Regions from separate parts of the Pan troglodytes genome. Here region 2 is linked to region 1. The links are chromatin contacts, called in public HiChIP or PLAC-seq maps. All regions are on one chromosome and are shown on one strand. Each heading gives the region's core, a stretch centred on a gene start, on an enhancer-like site or on the middle of the called end of the contact. The rest is flanking DNA. Distances are from core to core; before and after follow the strand shown.

Region 1 (2,965 bases), core at 264-2,763:
TGTATTTTTAGTAGAGATGGGGTTTCACCATGTTGGCCAGACTGGTCTTGGACTCCTGACTTGAGGTGATCCGCCTGCCTTGGCCTCCCAAAGTGCTGGGATTACAGGTCTGAGCCACTGTGCCTAACCTAATGACTTTTAAGAGTATAGAGGAAACCAAAAAGTTTGAGACTCACTGGTCTATAGAACTGGGTGGGGAGAAGAAAGTAAGGTGTTCTAAGAGAGCTCTTCTTGCTGGGCACCGGTGGTCCCAGCTACTTAGGAGGCTAAGGCCGGAAGACCGCTTAAACCCAGGAGTTCGAGGCTATGATCACACTTGTGAGTAGCCTCTGCACTCCAGCCTGGGCAAATAGTGAGACCCCATCCCAAATAAAAATAAATAAATACATAAATACATAAATAGCTCCTCTGGAAGAAGGGGCTCGAGGCTGGGACAGGAGCATGTGTGGGGTGCCTTTTTTTCAGTGACCATTAGTCTGGTCTGACTGAGCTGGGTCTCTGACCCTCTGGGGATAACTAGTCTGGGTCAAAGTCCCAGATCTCCCCCTACCTTCACCTTTTCTTTTCCCCCTTGACCCTCAGACTGAACAGTTAACCCACTGACCTTCCACACCCAAGGGGGTGGTTCTTGGAAGCAGAGCTAGGATGTGGGAGGTCTGCCTCTGGGGTTGAAAAAAAGGGGAGAGGGTGCCCTTTTTCCTTGTCATGCTTCCTCCTCTTTCTCATAAAAATCAGAGACTGAAATGCTGCCCCTCCCTTATATCCGGTCACGATGGCAATGCAAATCTGAAGAGGCAGGGCACTTCCCTGTCAGGCAGTACGGCTGGGCATAGCAACCTCTGCCTCTCCGTTTCTCAGAGCTCACATATCCACCTCCTGGGCTTTTAAGTGGGCTTTAGTGAGGGGCTCCTCCTTCAGCTGGGCTCCTCCTTCAGTTCCCCAGCTCTTCTGCTTCGACTCCGAGCGGGTGTCATGTGTGAGAACGGCCAGCAGAGGGAGCAGAAAGCCTGGAAGAGCAGCTAGAGCCTGCAGTGACGTGGTGCGGAGGGGCGGCAGTCTCCAGAACTTCGAGACGTAGAGCCGGGGTTCTAGGGAAAGGGGCTTCAGTCCCAGGGCTCCTTGGTGACCTCGTGAACCACACCCTGCACCCAGAGCCTCAGCCGCTGCTCCTTGCTTTTATGCTCCATAGACTCCTCACCTTCTTCCAGAGCCCCCAACCCAACTTGATTTGCCCCAAACCGCAACTCTGTCCCAGCCGCTGCAAGTTCCATCCAAAGGATGAGGCCTGCAGATAAACCACAGGATGGCAGAATGCTCAGTTAGCACCAACCAAAGGCGACTACCCTACCTCCACTATTATCGTTCTCGGTTGAACTTCTCCCCCTGCCCCGCAATATTTTCCTCAATCTGGTTGTCGGGGCCTCTTTGGGGCCAGCCGATCCAGAAATCCAAGCCGGGATTTAGTACTCACCAACAGCAGCGTGTTCAGCCGGGGGGGGGGGGGAGGGGGGCGTAGGCAGTATAGGGTCCCTCAAGGGAGGGGGAGGATCCTGGGGGTCCTGGGGGTGCAATAAGCCCGGCACCCCTTCTCTTGCTTCCAGCTACCCCGCCTCATCCTCCAGAACGGCAAGAGGGAGGGAAATAGAAGGGAGGTGAGGGGCGAGCGGGAAGAGCGGCGGCGCGCCAGCGGCTGGAGCGAGAAAAAGTTTTTGCAAAAGGGAAAAAAAAAGTTTGCGCTTCTCGCGGGTGGTCCGGGCTTGCGGCCCGGCGGGCTGGGCCGGCGGGAGGGCTGGGGGCCAGGTTGGGGGGGTGGGGGTGGCATCGAGGCTGCGCTGCCGTGGCCCTCTCCGCCCCCCCTCCCCACCGCACACCCCCCAGCCCAGACTCCAGCCCTGGACCGCGCATCCCGAGCCCAGCGCCCAGACAGAGGTGAGAAGGGGGGGCAGGCGGGGGACCACCTGGGAGCAGTGGGGGAGGGGGCCTGAGGGGATGCTCAGCTTCTTAGGGACTCATCCCAGACCCGGGACATAGAGGCAAAATAGGGGTGGGAGAGCCTGGGGTGAGACATTAGAAACTCCAGATTTTTCACTTGTATCTTTCTCTGTATCTTCTTTTTCTTCCCTTTTTTCTTCTGTCAGTCTGTGTATCTCTGTCTCAGGGAACCGTGGGTCTTTGTCTCCGCCTCTCCCATATATTAGAAATATCTCACTTTCATGCGGTTAAGTTGAAGAGGCTGGAGGGATGGCTAGCTGGAGGTCTGCGTTGTAGAGAGGTAACCCCAGGTGTGTGTCTGCGCGTGGGGTAGGAAGACGTCAGTGTTTCTGAAAGGTGGGGACTGCAAAGGAGGGAGCTCCAGGTGGGGTGGGGACGGGTGTGTGGGAGGCAACAGAGCCACTACGGGCCAGCCAGGCTTGAACCTTTGACCTGTCTTGTGACAGATGTGCCAGTGGATGCTTGTGCTTTAGGGGAGTGTCTTCTGGACTTGGAAGGGGGCTGGGGCGGGGGGCTGTCCAAGGTCTAGTGAAGGCCCTAGAATGACCCCATGCAATTTGGACTCCTGAGTCCCAGGGGCTGTGGGCAAGGAGCTCAGGAGGAGCCGGGGAGACCTTGTCTTGACCCTCTGACCTCAGGACCACCGGGGCAGCGGGAGCCAGCCGCAGGGAGACCCCTACCGGGGCTGGGCGGGACCACTGGCCACTGCCAGCCTGTGTATCCCCGTTGGCCCCCTGCCCAAACGGGAGCTGGGGATCGAGGCCCCTCCTCTGGCTCAGACCACCCTGCCTGCCCTTGCTCCCCGCTCTGAATCCTCTTTCAGGTCCCATGACCCCGAAACAATCAGCACTGGGCAGCTAGCTTTCGGGACAGGATTAGGGAAAGGGGACCCCGTAGAGCCTGGGGACTGAGGGTTTTAGGGGTCTGGAGAGCTGGGGTCTTCTAGGATAGGTCTTTACGTTCCAGTAGAGGG
Region 2 (2,965 bases), core at 276-2,775, 220 kb before region 1:
CGGGCGCCCCCTGGAGGCCGAGCGGCCCCCAAGCTCGGGGAAGAGGCCTTGGGCACCCCCTGTCGGGCAGTGCCGACCCTGCACTCCCGGCGTTCGGGCCGCTAAGTTGGTGCCTGGAGTGTCCGTCCACGCCCAGCCCGTCACTCCGCCACTCCCGCCGCCAAGACAGTGGGTCCCGCAGCCTCCACTCTTCTGGTGTGAGATGGGACCGGAGGGCGGAGAGGGGACGCGGAAGCTCCTATCTCTCCAGCCACAATCGGCACCCAGGGTTCAGGCGGGTTCCTCTTCTGGGGTTGGGCATCCTCAGATGCCTGGGGGCTGGGGAGGCGGGGGCTTCATCTCTGCTTCTGGGCTGCAGATTCGAGATTGCCCTAAGCCCTCTGACCCGGCCTGTCCTAGCCTCTGGCTGCCCTTCTTTCTGCCTCTTGTTCTTTCTGCCTTCTGTCTGCTTCCTGTCTCTGGGTATGTCCATCTCTCTCTTCCCTATTCTGGCTGTGTCTGTCTGCTCTCCCTCTTGCTGCCTTCCCTACCTGGCTTTGTCCCTCTGCATCGGTTTTTCTGTGTCTCTTTGTGTCTCGCTCCCTCCCTCCACATCTCTCCATCTCACTGTGTCTCTCTTTACTAATGCCTCTCTTTGTCTCTGTCTTTATCTCTGTCTCTCCCCAACCCCACTCCCCAGCTCTATTCCTATTCTCTGGGTTGCTGCCTCTGGGGACTGCAGCAGCCCAACAGGGCAGCCCGGAGATGCCTCGGGGCACTGCCCGGGGTCCTCCTCCTGGTCACCTCCACATGCCCGTCAACTCCGCGCAGCGTTGATCTTCCCGCTGCGGCTGTGGGACGTGGAGGGGCGCCCGGAAAGGAAGACACAGGGCCCAGCATCTGCTCGGGAGCCCCAGGGCCCCTGACCCCCTCTGCCATTATTAAGGGCGCCGGGTCCCGAGGCACCGAGATGATCATGATTGCATCAGCCAGACAGAAGCGGAGCCGGGAGCTGCGCGGTGAGCGAACGAGTGAGACAAAGACGCCCGCGCCATCTGTTTATGCAAAGCGCTCTCCGCCGGGGACCCCGGCGTCCCGGCTTCTGGCCGGGCTTGGGGCAAGGGTCATAAGCCCATTCCCACCCGGCGCCCCCACCGCGCCTTGGCTTCCCCTCTCCTCAGCACCCAGAGGGGCCGCTGGGCGAGCGGAACGGAAAGGGGGCGGGGGTGTTGATGTGATTGGAGCGGACGCGGCTGTTTCTTCAATAATGGATGGAGATGATGCGGTCGGCGAAGCCGAGCTGGCCGGGAGAGGAGAGAGGAATAGAAATGGGGAAAGGAAGGAGTGGGGGCGGGAGACTCACCCCGGCGCGCGCACACACACACACGCGCGCGCGCACGTGCGTCACACTGTCATTCGGATACACGCCGCCGCGCGGCTCACACCCAGGCACACGCCTACGCACTGTCACCGAGACACACATACCTGCAGGCGGAGACGCGATGGCAACACACACTCCCCGCTGGCTCTTCCTGATTTTCACACATACACAGACCTGCAGGCGGAGACGCACGGAAACGCCCCCACGCGGAGGCACACCCGGGCAAAATCACCCAGATGGGAGCTGGGGACGGGGAAGTGGACAAACCCGACAGATATAGACACACTCAGGGGCACAGACACACACCCGGGCACAGAGTCGGACACACCTGGGGCTCAGGTAGACACACCTCACATACCCAGGGAACAAACGGACACACACAAACCACACGCCGGAGATACAGACGTCCATAATTGCCAGGGGCACGGAGAGCCCACCCACGCCCACTCAGAGGCTAGCACACCTTAGCATATGCAGGAGTTGCCATCTGTGCCCTGCGGGGTGGAATGTGGCAGGGAGGTCGTCAGGGTCTCCGGAGCAGGCCTTGTTAGCCTAGCAGTATGATGAGGTCTTGGTGACAGGAGGCGCTTGGGGCTGTGGACTAGGAGGCCCGTGCACCAGGGCTTAGCTGTCTGCAAGCTTCCTTGACTGGCCCCTAGGGCGGGTAGCGCCGACGTTGGGCTGCCCCTGAGCAGCAGACCCGGCGGACCTCACTGACCCAAATCGGGCAGTTTCGTGGAGGCAGAGCCTAAAGGGAACACTGGAGCTGCACCGGGAGATTCTCAGGATCCCCAACACTGCTGCTGGTGGGGTTTATAGAAAGGGTCACTCTGTACTCTGCCTTTTCCCCCCGTGCTGCCCAGTCTTCCAACTTCAAGGGGCACGTGTGTGTGTGTGTGTGTGTGTGCGCGCGCGCGCTGAGTGGAGTGGGCAGTGGAGGAGGTTGGGGTGCCGGTTGTCTTGTACCCTAGTACCGGCCCTTCCTCGGATCTGTTTTCAATTCAGTCTGCTCCTTGGCCCAGACTTATGACCTTTGCAGCATGCGGCAGTATCATCCATCACCCAGGCGCCGCTTAGGGGGATGGAGGGCGCTGGGAGCTCACATAGGGTCGCTGTCACGCCTGCCGCCCTCTCTGGGGACCTGCTCTCCGGCCCGCGGGCCAGGGCTTAAGAGTCTTGGTGAGTAATGACGGGAGGGTGTGACCGTGGGGCTCGATCGGGACACTGGGTCACATGTCCCCACCCCTGGTACCCTAGCACCCCTCCTAGTTCAGCACAGCCTGTTTCCCCGCTTTTCCCGCCCCCCTTCTCTCGGGCCCTTTGCTTAATTTCCTATTAACTGCTGATAAATCCAATTAAACCGCCGCTCTAATTAGGGACAGCTGCCGGCTCAGTGAGGCTAGGGAGGGGGGCGCCCCCCGAGTGTTGGGGGAGAACAGCCGCTCTCCCTGCTTCTCGGCATCCGCACACCAGCATTGCCGCCCAATGAGCCAGTAAATTGGTTTTGCCTTAGCATTGGCGGGGGGCTCTCGAGGATCTCGGGGGGCTCTGATTTTGAGTCCCTCAGACCTTGATGAATAGAGACGACCCGAGCCCTCGCGGTCC

What was found. HiChIP or PLAC-seq counts read pairs in DNA pulled down with a chosen protein or histone mark.
Region 2: an H3K4me3 HiChIP or PLAC-seq map of stem cell-derived excitatory neurons shows a contact between it and region 1, with 2.9 times the contacts expected there. The contact joins the promoter of NDUFA4L2 here to the promoter of GLI1 in region 1. A contact is called at or near these places in 1 of 7 Hi-C or Micro-C datasets (induced pluripotent stem cells) and 1 of 1 datasets of contacts at active chromatin or transcription factors (stem cell-derived excitatory neurons).

Annotation. Positions count from the first base shown.
Region 1 is chr10:38,570,171-38,573,135 of NHGRI_mPanTro3-v2.0_pri, reverse strand. GLI1 (GLI family zinc finger 1) reads left to right here and starts at 1,513. Exons shown (of 10, transcript XM_063786406.1): 1 at 1,513-1,929. LOC129136526 (a long non-coding RNA gene) reads right to left here. Exons shown (of 3, transcript XR_008538279.2): 2 at 605-1,285.
Region 2 is chr10:38,790,998-38,793,962 of NHGRI_mPanTro3-v2.0_pri, reverse strand. NDUFA4L2 (NDUFA4 mitochondrial complex associated like 2) reads right to left here and starts at 1,525. Exons shown (of 5, transcript XM_063786476.1): 1 at 1,465-1,525. LOC134807528 reads left to right here. Exons shown (of 3, transcript XM_063786178.1): 2 at 1-998. The coding sequence ends at 905.